5 separate regions of the Sus scrofa genome follow, and all the other regions are linked to region 4. A link is a contact called in public Hi-C, HiChIP or PLAC-seq and promoter capture Hi-C data. All regions are on one chromosome and are shown on one strand. Each heading gives the region's core, a stretch centred on a gene start, on an enhancer-like site or on the middle of the called end of the contact. The rest is flanking DNA. Distances are from core to core; before and after follow the strand shown.

Region 1 (2,700 bases), core at 90-2,589, 190 kb after region 4:
CCCGCTATGGCTCAGTGATAACGAAGCCGACCAGTATCTATGAGGAAAAGAAAAAACCAGTAATATCTTCCTTAAGGGGAAAAAAAGTTAATGGACAATAATAAATTACGTTAAACCCAGAGCTTCAAGAATAAAAAGGACTCAAAAGTATCAACAGTTTGTGCATGCTCCACACATCAAATCAAGGTTAGCTTAACACATAAAACATGCGCTAGTACTAATGGCTCAAACACTGCTAGACGCTTGAGCACTGGTTTTAACAAACGCATTGCAACACCTGTCTAAAAAGCAGTATCCCAAAGACTTATCTCTCTTTATTCTTCCACTCATTTCTTTACCCAAACACACATTTATTGTTACCCGGACTCGGCAGTACAAGGAACGACTCATCTCCTTTGAAAAACCAAGAAAACGAAAAGAGCTAAGAAGGGACTTGGGGGAAACACCTTAAAGGACAGAAAAGTATATTTATCGAGAGCCCACTACTTTATGCACATAAATTAGCTCAACAGTGTACTCGAAAACAGGGTCATATTGTAATTAGCGAAAGAAGACCAACACTCCTAAAAAGCAACCGGGAGAAGTGAGCGGTCCGGAAGAGGGACGACTTGACGTCCTCTCGCATCACCATCAAACCGCTCGGACCCCCATCAGCCCTTTCCCACCCTCATTTCTCAGGGAAAGAAACACACTGGGGCCGCGTGCCGGCGGCCGGCGGCATCTCCTGTCAGACGCCGGCACCCCGCGTTCCCGTCCCGCTCCTGGAGGAATGAACCCAGGCCACTCCCCGCGGGGGCCCGGCTCGGACTCCGGAAGACCGGGGGTCGAGCTGAAGGAAAGGGGGTCTTGCAAGCAAAGCTGTTAGGGCTCGGTGCCCTGGGGCAGCCCCAAGGCCAGGAGCGGCAACTCTGGGGCAGAGGCCGTGACACATCCCTCGGGAACCCCGCGGAGGGAACCGGGACAGCATTCGGCAGACTCGGGCTCCCCTCCTCTCCCCGCGTGACGTCCAGTCGGACCGGGTCCCTCTGCACCGCTTTAGGCCTTCCACCGTGACGGGACAGGATCCCGCCGGGGGTCCCGCGGAGAGAGGAAGGGCGGGCCGGCGGGCGCCCCACTGCCGGAAGGGACAAGCCCCGAAAGCAGCGTTCCCGCCTCGGCCGGGCTCACCTTCAGGTCGTTCTCGGGCAGGTACTTGCATAGACGCGCTATCTCCACATACTTGTCCAAGTCCAGGGGCGCCATTTTAGAAATAACAAGCCCCGACAGCGGCGGCGATATCGGCGGCTTTACTAGCTGCGGCAGCGGCGGAGGCCGAAGCCGGAACCCTCCCTACGTCACATCCGGCCTGTGAGAGGCGTCTGCGCAGCGGCGTAAAGTTTGACCCGATTTTCCCCGCTGCCTTGGCACGCCCCACGCCCTCGCCGGCTAAAACCAGGTTGCGGGCCCTTAGAGGCCCCCAGTTTGCATAGAGCAAGACCGGCTGAGACCCTTAGTGGTCTGCCGCGGGGGTTGCTGGGATTTGTAGTTTTCCAAAGTACCAAACAGTCTTCTTTTTCTTTTCTTCCTCTGGACTTTCACCTCTGCGGAACCCAGCGAGGCTTTTCCGGTACAAAACAGCGAAGTAGGTGACTCTACCTAGCCATTCCCTAGTTTCTCACGCCGACCTTCTTAAGCATTCTCTCACCAGAATGTCTTCAGTTAAAAATTGGATAAGCCTGGCCATCGTAGCAACCTATTCGCACCTTTCCAAGGCCCTGTGAAAACCTTGGCTGAACCCTTGACAGATAGGTTACCAACTTTCCAGGCTGGAAAGAAAAGGACCAAATACTAAGCACTTCTTATGCTAATCGTTATACAAATGCTGTTTTTCCGTGTAATCCTCATAACAAGTGATAGGAAAGGAAGGCTCAGAGAGGTTATGTAACTCTTAATCTGATCTCAATAGGGAATAGTCGGGAAGCCAAGATTGGAATAGGTCTGGTTGGTTTAAGTCTACTTCAGTCCCACGAGAGCTGAGAGGTTTTTTGTTGTTGTTGTACTCTCAGCACCAAAAACAGAGCCTGGCACTTAGTATACTTTCAACATTTCTTCACTCAACAGCTTTTTTTCTTTTTCTTTTTCTTTTTCTTTTTTTTTAGGGCCTCACCTTTGGCATATGGAAGTTGCCAGGCTAGGGGTCAAATCAGAGCTGCAGCTGCCGGCCTACCTCACAGCCACTTGGGATCCCAGCCACATTTTCGACCTACACCAGGGCTCAGGGCAATGCCAGATCCTTAACCCACTGAGCGAGGCCAGGGATCAATTCTGCATCCTCATGGATACTAGTTGAGTTCCTTACCCTAGGCTGAGCCACACAGGAACTCCCACTCAACAGCTATTAATTGAACACTTAACTAAATGCCAAGTACAGTTATGCTTGGGGTATTCAGCAGGCAAAACAAAGATCCCTATCCTCTAACTGTAGCTATATTCTAGTAAAGGAGACAGTAAATAATAACTATAGTAAATAACCGTAGAGTATATTAGAAAGTGGTAGGTGCTGGGGAAAAAAAAAAAAAAAGCCGAGTAAGGGAGTTCTAGCAATGCATATTTAAGAATCAATAAAGAGGTGGATGAGGAGTTCCCATCATGGCTCAGTGGTTAACGAATCCAACTAGGAACATGATGTTGCAGGTTCAATCCCTGGCCTTGCTCAGTGGG
Region 2 (2,700 bases), core at 103-2,602, 130 kb before region 4:
GATAATTTGCATTTCTAACAAGTTCCCAGGTGATGCTGGGGCTGCTGGTCCAGGGACCACACTTTGAGCCCACTGGGCTAGCCACCCATGGACAAAGCCTTGTAGCCTTATTTCGCTCCCACAAGGGAAGGCATGAATAGACACAAAGAAACACCAACACTATAGTTCATAAAGTGACCAGTTCTGTGAGGAAAATGAAGAGGGTGGGGGACCTTGTGAGGGGAAGTGCTGGAGGGGAGGGATGGGGTAGGAGTGGAAGGTGGCGACAATTGAGGATCACACGTGAGGGCTCCTTTTTGAGCGGCTGAACAGCCAAAACACACACAGGAGGAGCCTTCCTGGGCTCAGGGGAGGAGTAATCCATGGAGACTTTGTGGAGAGGGAAGAAGCGCGGGACCACCCCACCCCCGCCCCGCAATGGCATGCCTTGGTATCAGGACCTGCAAAAGTGGCCAAGGGGTCTGAAATGGATACAAGGGGGCAGGCATCGAGCGAGTTGGAGAAGGGGGTGTGCTAAAGAGCTGTCGATTCTGAGAGGGTAGAGGGATGCCGCTTTGATTTCAGTTACAGGAGGTCCCAGAGACTCCAACTAGGCATTTCCATAGTGAGACCGAAGGTCCCTGGAGCGAGGGGAGGGCAGGGAATTTGAGGAGCGGCAGCCACAGACCGCTCCTCCGGAAACTTTTGCTGCCTAGGAAGCGGAGAAACGAGGCGTTTCTTCAGGAGGATGCGGAGGGTGTTTAAAGGGTTGGAGCTACCGGAGTTTAGTTGGGGATTGATGGGAGGGATCTCAGAGGGAGGAAGAACGGGAACATGCAGGAGACAAGGGTCTGATCCGTGAGAAGGGTAGAGCTGGCACGGCCGCGGTATTTGGAGATTCAAAGTCTCGCCTACCCATCACTCATCTGAATTTTACAGCCAGCTCCAAAAGGAAACCATACTTTCCCCCGCTTTACAGATAAGGAAACTGAAGTTCAAAGAGATGAAGAGACTCGCCCAAGGTCCCACATCTCACAGACAGGACTGCGGTGGGTGTGGGGAGCCCGTGCTGCTCTTACTGCCCCCGCTGCTCCTGCGGGATCCGAACAAGAACCTTTTTTTGTGTCCTTGCGGGGATGCCCTTTGGAGAGCCGCCCAGTGGCAAAGAGGCCCGGCTAAGAGCGAGCCGGGTCGGGCGGGGTGGGGTGCCCCCCTCCAACCTAGCTCCGCCCCCAGGGGCGCGGGGCGGGGAGCGGCGGGCGGACTGGGGGCGCGCCGGGCGGGTAGAGCTGCCGGCGGCACAGAGCTCGCAGTGCGGCCCGCGCTTCCCAGTGTCCGCGCCCGCTGTTCGTGCCCGCCGTGCCCGTCCCGCCATGACCGCGGCCGCCGTCCCGCTCCGGCCTGGACCGGGGCCACTGCCTCTGCTCTTGCTGCCTCTGCTGCTGCTGCGCGCCGGCCCGGTGCGCGCCGACAGTAAGGTAGGCGCTTCGCTCCGACTCCGGCGCCGCTCCGCGGAGAACTGGGCGCGAGGGGGCGCTGTGGCTGGGGGTACGAGCCAAGCACTGTGTCGGGGCCGGGAACAGAGGACCCGGAGAGCGGAGATGGGACTTAGAAGAGGCCGCAGGGAGGCCGCAGGGGCTAGGGCTTCTGGAGAGGAGCGCGTGGGGGAGGAAGCGCTGGAGATGGCAGGGGTCCTTGGGAACCGGAGCCTCAGGAAGGGGCGCTGGGACCCAGTCCATGCGGGGAACGTCAGCACTGAAACCCCAGGCCAGTGAGAAGGGCGCTGGGAGCTTGGAGGGGGCACAGACCTGGAGATGCACCCCCCCCCCCAGACTAGGGAGGGAATTCCTAGGAGCGTTGGGCAGGGGCAGCCTGGAGACCTGGCTCCGAGTTTCCAGAGGCCGCGCACCTACGTGGGACAGACCCTGGGTCACTGGCACCCAGCCATCCTAGGTTTGCAGCAGGCCCTGGGCCAAGGTTTTCAGGCCGTGCTGGGGACCCAGAGTTCTTTCCCAGTGACCCCTGCTGGGTTGGCCTCTCTCCTGACTTCTTGTGTTCCTGCCAGGGATCTGATGCACCTTGTCTCCAGAAGCGACTGAGCTGTTCTCAGCTCTCAGTTGTGGCTAAAAAGATCTGCTCTGGTGTCAAGCAGATTTGGGTTCAAATCTCACCTTCACCTCTCCGCTGGGTGACCTTGGGCCTTTACCTCTCTGAGCTTCCAATTTCCCCACCTATAAATATGGGAGTAATAACATAGTTCTCACTCCCTGCTGTTGACGATTCCTAGATTAGTGAGATCAGGCCTGGAAAATCCTTAGCGCCCCTCTGGCACATAGCAGGTGCCCACTAAATGATACTGTAATTTTGAAATCTTACCACAGAGACCCCAAAAGGGAATGAGATCCAGAAAGTAGAGAGGGGAAGAACTTAGGTCAGTCAGAACAGGGACCCCTTAAGGATGTTCTGGAAGTGACGCAGTGAGGAGTGGGTCACGACTGGGGAAAAGTGAGAGACAGGAGGAAGGTAGGGCCCTGCTGGTAGAACATGAGAACAAGAATGACTTCTCTGGATGTTTCTAAACCTCTTTCCTGGGTACAAGGTGAGGCTGCCCTGTGCACAGGCAGGTAAAGGGCAGAGGCCACTAGCCGCATGGTAGGTATATGAGCAGTGGTCACTGGCAGACCTGGTATGCAAACAAGTGAACTGTAGACCTTACCCTGT
Region 3 (2,700 bases), core at 106-2,605, 240 kb after region 4:
GTCCTTAACCTGCTGTGCCACCAGGGAACTTCTGCATTGATTCTAGAATCAGGTGAATGGCAATATGACAGCAATTATACCTGACCAGCTTACCAAAGAATGTTCTTTTTTTTTTTTTTTTCTTCTTTTTATGGTCACACTTGCAAAATATGGAAGTTCCTGTGCTAGGAGTCAAATTGGAGCTGCAGCACCAGCACACAACAGCCACAGCAATGCCAAATCCAAGCTGCATCTGCGACCTGTACTGCAGCTGGCAGCAATGCCAGATCCTTAAACCACCAAGCAAGCCCAGGGATTAAACCTGCATCCTCATAGACACTATCTGGGCTTCTTAACCTGCTGAACCATTTTATTACCATTCTCGTGGTAATAAAATGAGGTGATAAATCTGATGCAGATTTTGACAAGTTTTAAAGGTAATACATCAAGGAGGATGACTAAATGGAAAGCAGTCTGGGAGCTGAATCACATTTGAAATTGTTGGAAAACTGCTTGGAGATGCCTAGCGTTGGCGGATATAATCTTTGTGTTCAATTTTTGTACGGGCTGTCAAGTGGAAAATGTTCTATATTGCTCCAGGCAGCATAACCACTAGCAGTGGAAGGAAGTAAAAGGGAAGTAGATTTTGGTTCAGCAGGAGGCAGAACTTACTAACATTTAAAGCTCTCCAACGATGGAGCAGGCTGCCTTACTTAAGGAAGTGAGCTCCTTGAAATCTGACCTGTTGAAATGTAAGTTGGATGACCATCTGTCTTGGAATGTACAAAACGGAATTCCTGCCCCGGCGGGTGTTGGACTAATGACCTTCAAATGTCTTCCAACTGTAAGGTTTCTATGACTGCTCAGCTCAGTTAACTTGATATTTGAATATCTCTGAATTGCTTTTTGCAAACAATTTTGTTTTAGATAAATTGTCAATCGACCTAAAAAAACTCTATGGGCAAGATTACAATCAGTAAAATTTGAGAAAAGGAGTGGGAAATCAGGTTTAAAAGTGAAAATTCAGATATCGCTAAAGGCAATTCATGACCCTTTTAACAGAAAGGAAAAGGAGGGGTGTGTGTGTGTGTTTCGAATGATGCGTTCTAGGCAAGTGACAGCTGTTATTTAAAACATAAATGCTCTAAATTGTTTTACTTTATACATACTTGCTCAGACGAATTTTTCACATCCAGCAGAACCGTATGCGGAAGCAAGGTCCGTCGTGTGACGAACAATTTTCCGGAAGCCGTCGCTTGGTACCCCAGCCGACCGAGACAGCGCCAGCTCGCAGCCGACTGTCTGGAAAAAGCGGAAGAGGCACCCCTGGCTGCCGGGTCCCGAACTACCAGTCCCAGGGGTCCCCGCGGCGCAGCGCACGCGCCTTGGCGTGGCGGCAGCGCCGCCGCAGGACGCAGGGAAGCCAAGTGGCGGCGGCGGCAGCGGCGGTGGCAGTTCGCGGCGAGGGCGACGGTTCCGAGGCCGAGTGGCAGGACGGCGCAGACCTCGGTGCCTTTCTCTGCACGATCTTCTGGGTGAGTGCACGCCTCCGATCACCCCGTGCGGAGTGCGAGCTCCTTGCCTGGCGGCCGTGCTGCTCCGGCCTAGGGCCGCAGTCTGCGCCTGACGGCGGGCCGCCGGGTCCCGCTGACCCTTGGGCCCTGGGCCCTTCCCTCCAGTGTCGGGAGAATGGGGGTGGGGGGACACGGGTAGGTCTAGGGGAGAGATGTGGCGGCGCGCGGGGCCGGGACAGCCTGGGGCGGAGGAGAGGGAGGGGCGCGTGGGGGATGGGATGGTAAGGGACAGGAGGACCGCCGGGCGGCTCCGTGTGAGGGCCAGAGGCGAGCGACCTGGCAGCTAGAGAACTGAGTATGGGAGGCGGGGAGGAGGTGGAATGTCTCCTGAGTGCCGCTGGTGAAGACGGCTTGCTTCGGAGACTCTTGACAGGCTGGACTCAGGGGACGAGTCGTGGGGGGCTGTCCACCTACGGTAAACATACACTCCATACTTGGCATCTTTCCACTTCCTGTTGGAGGTCCGTAACGAGGAGCTGTTGGTTGCTCCCATCTCCTTTCCTTCCACTTCGCCTTTTACTGACTGACGAAATTTAAGTAGGGTGCTGGTTAGGCAAATCAGAGAAATAAGCAGGGTTGTGTGTATAAATCTGCACAAACGAGGAGGCATGGTGATATGTTCAGATGAGAGCTTGGTCAAAGGAGAAATCAATGTTTTGATGTTAAATTTTGTGACAGAAATCAGTTTGAGCAAGGCTTTGAACTAGAAATGATTTTCAACCTGAGATTCACCAATTGGTGGATAGAATTCAGAGGGTCCTTGAACTAGAATAGGGAATAAAATTACATCTTTATTTTTATTATTTAGCTATTGTCATTTCCTTCAGTTAGGAATATAGGCAACAAATCACAGTAGTTGTAGTAATGCCTGTGACTTTCTTGCAGATATTTTTGTGTCATGTTTACAGCTGCAGGTATCTCAGAATATCATATATGTTTATAATTTCTCTGAATTATGGTATTTTTAGACCCATTGTTAGTTCTTGTTATTTAATGAGATAATAAAGCTGCGCATACATCACAGTATTTGGGTTTTTCATTGTTTTGCTAATAGTTCAGTATAATTAATTTCTTTTGTAGTTGCATTTACTTAATTTTGCATTTAAAAGCAATCTGAAAAGGGGTCCATTGGCCTCACCAGATTGCC
Region 4 (2,700 bases), core at 85-2,584:
CACACAACTATACTGTACAGGTATCAGATAGCCTTAAATGTTTCCTGGAAGTGCTGTGTGGTTCTCTTTTAAGGGTGATTCAAATTACCTCGAGTAGGTTTCTTTTCTTCAGAATGTTTTACATAATATTCACCATGAGGTTCAAACATCTTTCCCTCCTAACGTGTATGCTACATTAACATTCTGGCTCCAACCTTAACTTTTGATATTTTGTGGAGGATACCTAAGCACTGCTCTAAAATCTACCAATGACTTCTTACCACTTCAGAGCATCCATTTAAGTCTTTACGAGTCTTCAAAAACTTTTACCTTCAATACTGAAAACCAGCTACTCACCTGGCTTATCTACTAGACTTAAAACAGCTTGGAGGTCAAAGCTCTCTGTCCTGCATGAAAACAAAAATAAACCGCATTGGATATTTCCTCAAGTGTAAGGCCAAAATGTTGAGGAGGGGTCAGGCGAGGGTAGAGGAAGAGGAAGGAGGAAGGATTTAGGTGAGGGGGAGAGAAAAAGCTGCCACTGTCGCAATCCTCAGTGGTCTCCTCTCCCTCTCCCTGGTCTTTGCATTTGTGATTTGCCTAAAAGCTTCATTGACAGGCCAAAGAACTGAAACTCACTGTAGTAAGTGGCGAAATTCACTTCGCCTCGGGAGCCCTGAGCAAAACAATCCGAATGAGATTAAGGTTACCCATGGCCAGTAATAAATTCTCAATAGATCCTGACTGTCGTTACCTGGCTAGACCCAAAGCCTTGACTCGAACTAAGAAAGTCGCCAAGAAAAGAGACGGCTAAGTTGGGTAAGAGACAGCTGTCTAAGACCCAAAGGCCAGCCATCTGCCACGGTAGTTTCCACTCACTCACTCAGGCTCCTTCCAGACCCGCCTGTACGTGGACTGTCAAAGAAGGGAGGGACCCAAAGTCTCTCCAATTTGACAGCAGGGAAACTCAGAATCACGGAAGAGTGATTTGCCCGAGGTCGCGCAGGCGGGAATTCCGGACCCCTAGGCTCCAAATTCCCAGGCCGGGGAGCCCGCTTCGGCCCCTACCCTCGCCCTTTCGGCACCCCAGTACTGCCCCCGGCTTGGGTCAGGAGTAACCCAGTCAGGGCCGCTCTGGGGGCGCACGGAAGCAAGCAGGAGAATGAGGGGCCTGCTTGCATCTCCTGCCCCCGCCCGCGCACCTGCCGCTCTCTGGGCAGCCGGCAGAGCCCCGCCTCCGGGCCCTCTAGTGAACGCCGGCCCCCGTCACCAGCCCCCACGACCGGCCGGCGAGCACGGCAGCGACCCGGAACCTCACTTCCACCCGCGCGCCGGAAGTGGCTGCGCGCGGGGCAGGCCCACCGCGCGCAGCCCTCCCACCGCGCGCATGCGCCTGAGCGCAGCCTTCGCGGCAGCTGCTTGAGCTTCGGGGTGGCAGTTTGCCCCGAGCCGCTTGAGGGCGCGGGACCCGGCGCTCCCTCAGGCAGGTTCGCCACGTCAGCTAGCTGCCTGACCGCGTAGGAGGACTGAGCGGCCGAAGTGTTTCCTTTTTTTTCTTGTCCCTCGAAAGGGGGCGATGCGGAGCCGGGGAAGTGGGAGGAGCCTGTTGCCAAAGAGAAAGAAGGCAGTTGTTGAGGGGGGGGCAGCCTGTGCTGAACCGCATGGAGACCCACCGGCCGTGGTGATGCTGGGCCAGCACAGAATTTTTATTCCTCTCCCTGCATCCCAATCCCTCTGCACCCTACACAGTCACCTCGCCACTTGCAAGAAGCTGTGACTCCATAAAGTACTACTGAGAACTCGCGCCATGTAACCGGTGTTTTGTGCCTGTGACGTACTGTAGTTTATACATTTTGCTTTTAATTCTTAAAATTTTTTGGCACGTGCAGGTTCTTGGGCCAGGGATCGAACCCACACCACAGCAGTGACAGCGCTGGGTCCTTAACCCGCTGGGCGCCACAAGAGAACTCTCAGGTTATACATTTTATACTGCAATCCAGGACATATAACGTATCAGTGAAAGAAGTTTGGAGAATCATACCCTTATTACATAGTGCACGGTGAGACATCGCATTTCTTTAGAAAAACACGCAGGCGGTAGCCCATCACATTCATTTCTCAGTCCACTAATGGGCCTCCAACTTTTGACAGATGAAGAAAATGCAGGGAGGTAAAACTGCCTTGTATCACGGTACAAATTGGTAGCCTACGTCGAGTCTCCGGAATGCTCGGTGCCAACCAAGCCGGCCATTCCACGTTGAAGTTGCATGTGTTATTGCCCAAATCCAACACCACCAGCCTGAGGGCTAGGAACTTCCACCCGATCCCCCGAAACAATCCCTCACCCCGCCTGTGCCAGTTATGACCACCAGGAGGAGGGCAGGGAAAAAGACCGTAACTAGGACCCAGAAGAAATTTACAAACTAAAAGACGCGCATGGAATCCACAACCCCAAGACTGAAGTATCCAAGGTATTATCTGAAAGAAGTAAGCCCCATCAGTTTAATATTTATATTGTCAACAATTCTGAAGAAGTACAAAAACTTTAAGCAAATAATGTTTATTTTTATATTGATGATACACTTAATATATACGGGAATTCAAGATACAAAATTTATTTTTACAAGAGTTCACACCTGATGAATGTAATCACATTCCTAGAGAACATTTATCAATGCAAAAATGTCTTCAATACACTGACAACAAAAATCAAATATTCTG
Region 5 (2,700 bases), core at 5-2,504, 160 kb after region 4:
GTACCTGGCACATAGCAGATGTTTAATAAACATGAGCTTTTTAATGAAAGCTGGTGGAGAAGCTGAAGTCATGGCTAAAGGGAAAAAAACACGAGGTCTTCTCAATTACCTACATCTCTTCCCCACATAGTCTTGGATACCAAAAAAAGTGTACAGGTAGTACTTTGAAGTCCTCAAAAGAGAGAGCTTGCAGAGAGTTATATTCATTAAGAAAGGAGCTAAATAAAAAACTTCATCTACTGACAGTGTATAATTATGCAGTATAGCATAGGTGCAGCGAAGCAAATGGAAAAACACAGAGCAAAATTAGGAAGGTATTTTGCCTTACCTGCTTTTCCGTTTTCGAGGTGGTTTCTCCACTGTGCCAGTCAGTCTACAGACCAAACAGAGAAGATGGTAACTAAAAGTAACATACCAGGACACATCTGCGGGCCCTACTGTGCCAGTCAAGAACTCAATGCACCACCCTCCAGAACTACAGGCTCGCTAAACCCATACCTGACTTGACAAATGCCTTATGCTCCGCTTCCCCTATTTACCGAGACCAAGCAATCCTGGGATACACTGTTCCCCTAACGTCTGTTTAGCCCAAACCCTGCTTTGCCTCCTGGTCTCTCACTCCATCCTCAGATCCTATTCGTCACAGCCCAGCTCCCCAAAACCATCCACCACCACCCACTCATTGTCTGCCTCATCACCCCCGCAAGCCCCTCGGGCTTCCCCTTTCCCGTGCCCACCCGCTCTCGACCATGCACTGCCCCTCCGAGCCCCGCCCCTCCAGGCCCCGCGCACCCCGCATTCCATGGCCCCTCCGCCGGCTGCGCGCGCCCTGCCCCTCCCGGCCCAGCGCCCCCAGTCTCACCCCTCGGCGCCCCTTCCCTTACACGCCCCTCTCATCCGGCCTAGAAGATGCGATCGCCGCCCAGTCGTTCCGCCGCCCCGAAGCTTCTCCCGAATTCCCCGCAGCCTGAACCCCCCGCCCCTCCAGTCTCGGCGCCCCGAACGCTTCACGGCGCGAGCTGCTGCCCCTGGGCCCGCTCCCGCGCCCCCACCGCATCCCCAACCCCGACCTCCTCCCAGCCCCGCCCCACCTAGGGGCCAGGCGACTCCGCGGCTGCTGGGGCTGCCGGGCTCCTCTGACCATCCGGCTCCTGCTCCGCCGCGGGAGCTGCTCCGGCGGCCGCAGGGCTCGCTCGGGTAGCTGAGGCGGCGGAGGCTGGAGTAGGCGGAGAGGCGGGAGGAGGGCCTCGCGCCTCTGCCAGGCTTGCGGCGGGGCCCGCCTCCTCCGCGCCTCTCCTCGGCTCCCACTGGCTAGAGCCGTAGTGTGGCCGAGAGCCTGGCGGCCGATTGGACGCTCGGGCTGTCACATCCCACCGCCTAGAGTTTGGTTGAGACTGCAGGTGGCGGCGGAGGTGCCTTAGAGACTGCTAGCAGGGCCGGGGAGACCTAAGCGCCACCGTGCGGCCTAAAGTAGAAACTGCATCTCCGGCGCCCAGACACCTGCGGGCAGGTTTTCCTGGCTCAGAGTCCTGCATCCCACACACCTGCTGGCACCCCCTCCACTGCAACCAGGCCAGGACCAACAGCCAAGCGCTGCAATTTCCCAAACGCCTCTGGCAGGTGTGACAATGAGGTGAGTCTCCAAAATGAGCTTCATTTTGAACCATCTCGTATCCAGTTCCTGACTACATCATGGTGAAATGGTCAGAGCTCAGATACCATACCCTTCCTAGAGGATCCAGAAAGAAAACTTAAAAATCTATCAAAATGAAGCGTGGGTTAAATGCTCAATTCTCTGTATAAGAGATAACAAGCATGGGTGCAGGCGTCCAAAAAAGCAAGAGATTTTTTTTTTAATTACCAAGAAAGGAAAATCAACCCTTCAAACAGAATTGATGCAGTTAGCAATAACAATGTGTACCGTTTTCAGAGGCCGAAATAGAATGTGTTGCTAACTGTCCAATGATACTGCAGATTGTGACTTCTACTCCAGCTAATCAATTTTTTAAAATTCCCTTGCATTTTTAGTGTTGACAGACCTAAGCCTGCAAGACTACCAGCACATAAACATAATACATCAGTTAGCTTTTTTCTACTTTAACAAGGCCACCCTTGAAAATAAGACATAACTGATTAACATATGTACAAAATTCTTCCTCTAAAGTGGAATCTCCTTCAGCCTTTCTGCATTCCCCTGGGATTTTTGTTCTGTAGATCTTTGGTATCTTTTTGGAGCTGGAAGGAGGCATAAAACTTTCTTTTAAGCTCATGTTTTATTAGAACACACTTTTACACGTCAAAAATGTGACGTCTTCGAGTTGTACACACCAAAAAGTTGGGGACAAGTCTCTTACTGATCTTCACAAATGGCAAAAATGAGACTGCTTTTCATAAAGCCAAATTTATTTGGTATAAAGGGATGTCCTCTGCGATGGCTCTTTTTACATCTTTTGATGTTAAAACTGACCTTCCTTCTATGAAATAGTAAACTATAATAGGACTTCTAAAATGGCTTTGACGGGGGAAAAAAAAGGTTGAACATCTGTTGGCTCCCCAATATTTTACATAATCCTAAAATTACAGAACCACAAATAGCCTCAATCCCAACCAACAATATCCACCCTTATTATCACCAAGCTAGAAAAGGGAAAGAACCCCCAAATAGTTTGTCAAAGAAGACTGGGGGAGGTGGGGTAGGAA

What was found. Promoter capture Hi-C pulls out the DNA fragments that hold promoters and counts their contacts. A called contact is a pair of places that touch in the nucleus more often than the background predicts. HiChIP or PLAC-seq counts read pairs in DNA pulled down with a chosen protein or histone mark.
Region 1: a promoter capture Hi-C map of fetal liver shows a contact between it and region 4, with 2.3 times the contacts expected there. The contact joins the promoter of PPP6C here to the promoter of GOLGA1 in region 4. A contact is called at or near these places in 2 of 5 promoter capture datasets (fetal liver and liver) and 1 of 2 datasets of contacts at active chromatin or transcription factors (alveolar macrophages).
Region 2: a contact with region 4 is called in a Hi-C map of retroperitoneal adipose tissue, with 1.7 times the contacts expected there. The contact joins the promoter of OLFML2A here to the promoter of GOLGA1 in region 4. A contact is called at or near these places in 3 of 47 Hi-C or Micro-C datasets (heart right ventricle, liver and retroperitoneal adipose tissue) and 1 of 2 datasets of contacts at active chromatin or transcription factors (alveolar macrophages).
Region 3: a contact with region 4 is called in an H3K27ac HiChIP or PLAC-seq map of skeletal muscle, with 4 times the contacts expected there. The contact joins the promoter of GAPVD1 here to the promoter of GOLGA1 in region 4. A contact is called at or near these places in 1 of 5 promoter capture datasets (liver) and 2 of 2 datasets of contacts at active chromatin or transcription factors (alveolar macrophages and skeletal muscle).
Region 5: a contact with region 4 is called in a Hi-C map of embryonic fibroblasts, with 4 times the contacts expected there. The contact joins the promoter of SCAI here to the promoter of GOLGA1 in region 4. A contact is called at or near these places in 3 of 5 promoter capture datasets (fetal liver, fetal skeletal muscle and liver), 9 of 47 Hi-C or Micro-C datasets (alveolar macrophages, embryonic fibroblasts, fetal heart ventricle and 5 more) and 1 of 2 datasets of contacts at active chromatin or transcription factors (alveolar macrophages).

Annotation. Positions count from the first base shown.
Region 1 is chr1:265,896,807-265,899,506 of Sscrofa11.1, forward strand. PPP6C (protein phosphatase 6 catalytic subunit) reads right to left here and starts at 1,340. Exons shown (of 7, transcript NM_001244404.1): 1 at 1,168-1,340. The coding sequence starts at 1,242. It also overlaps a transcript of RABEPK not described here.
Region 2 is chr1:265,576,453-265,579,152 of Sscrofa11.1, forward strand. It overlaps OLFML2A (olfactomedin like 2A), which reads left to right and starts at 1,353. Exons shown (of 8, transcript NM_001258360.1): 1 at 1,353-1,457. The coding sequence starts at 1,353.
Region 3 is chr1:265,946,713-265,949,412 of Sscrofa11.1, forward strand. GAPVD1 (GTPase-activating protein and VPS9 domain-containing protein 1) reads left to right here and starts at 1,356. Exons shown (of 29, transcript XM_021068637.1): 1 at 1,356-1,514.
Region 4 is chr1:265,704,573-265,707,272 of Sscrofa11.1, forward strand. It overlaps GOLGA1 (golgin subfamily A member 1), which reads right to left and starts at 1,335. Exons shown (of 23, transcript XM_005654558.3): 1 at 1,182-1,335; 2 at 337-386.
Region 5 is chr1:265,865,845-265,868,544 of Sscrofa11.1, forward strand. SCAI (protein SCAI) reads right to left here and starts at 1,255. Exons shown (of 18, transcript XM_021068616.1): 1 at 1,092-1,255; 2 at 329-373. The coding sequence starts at 1,144.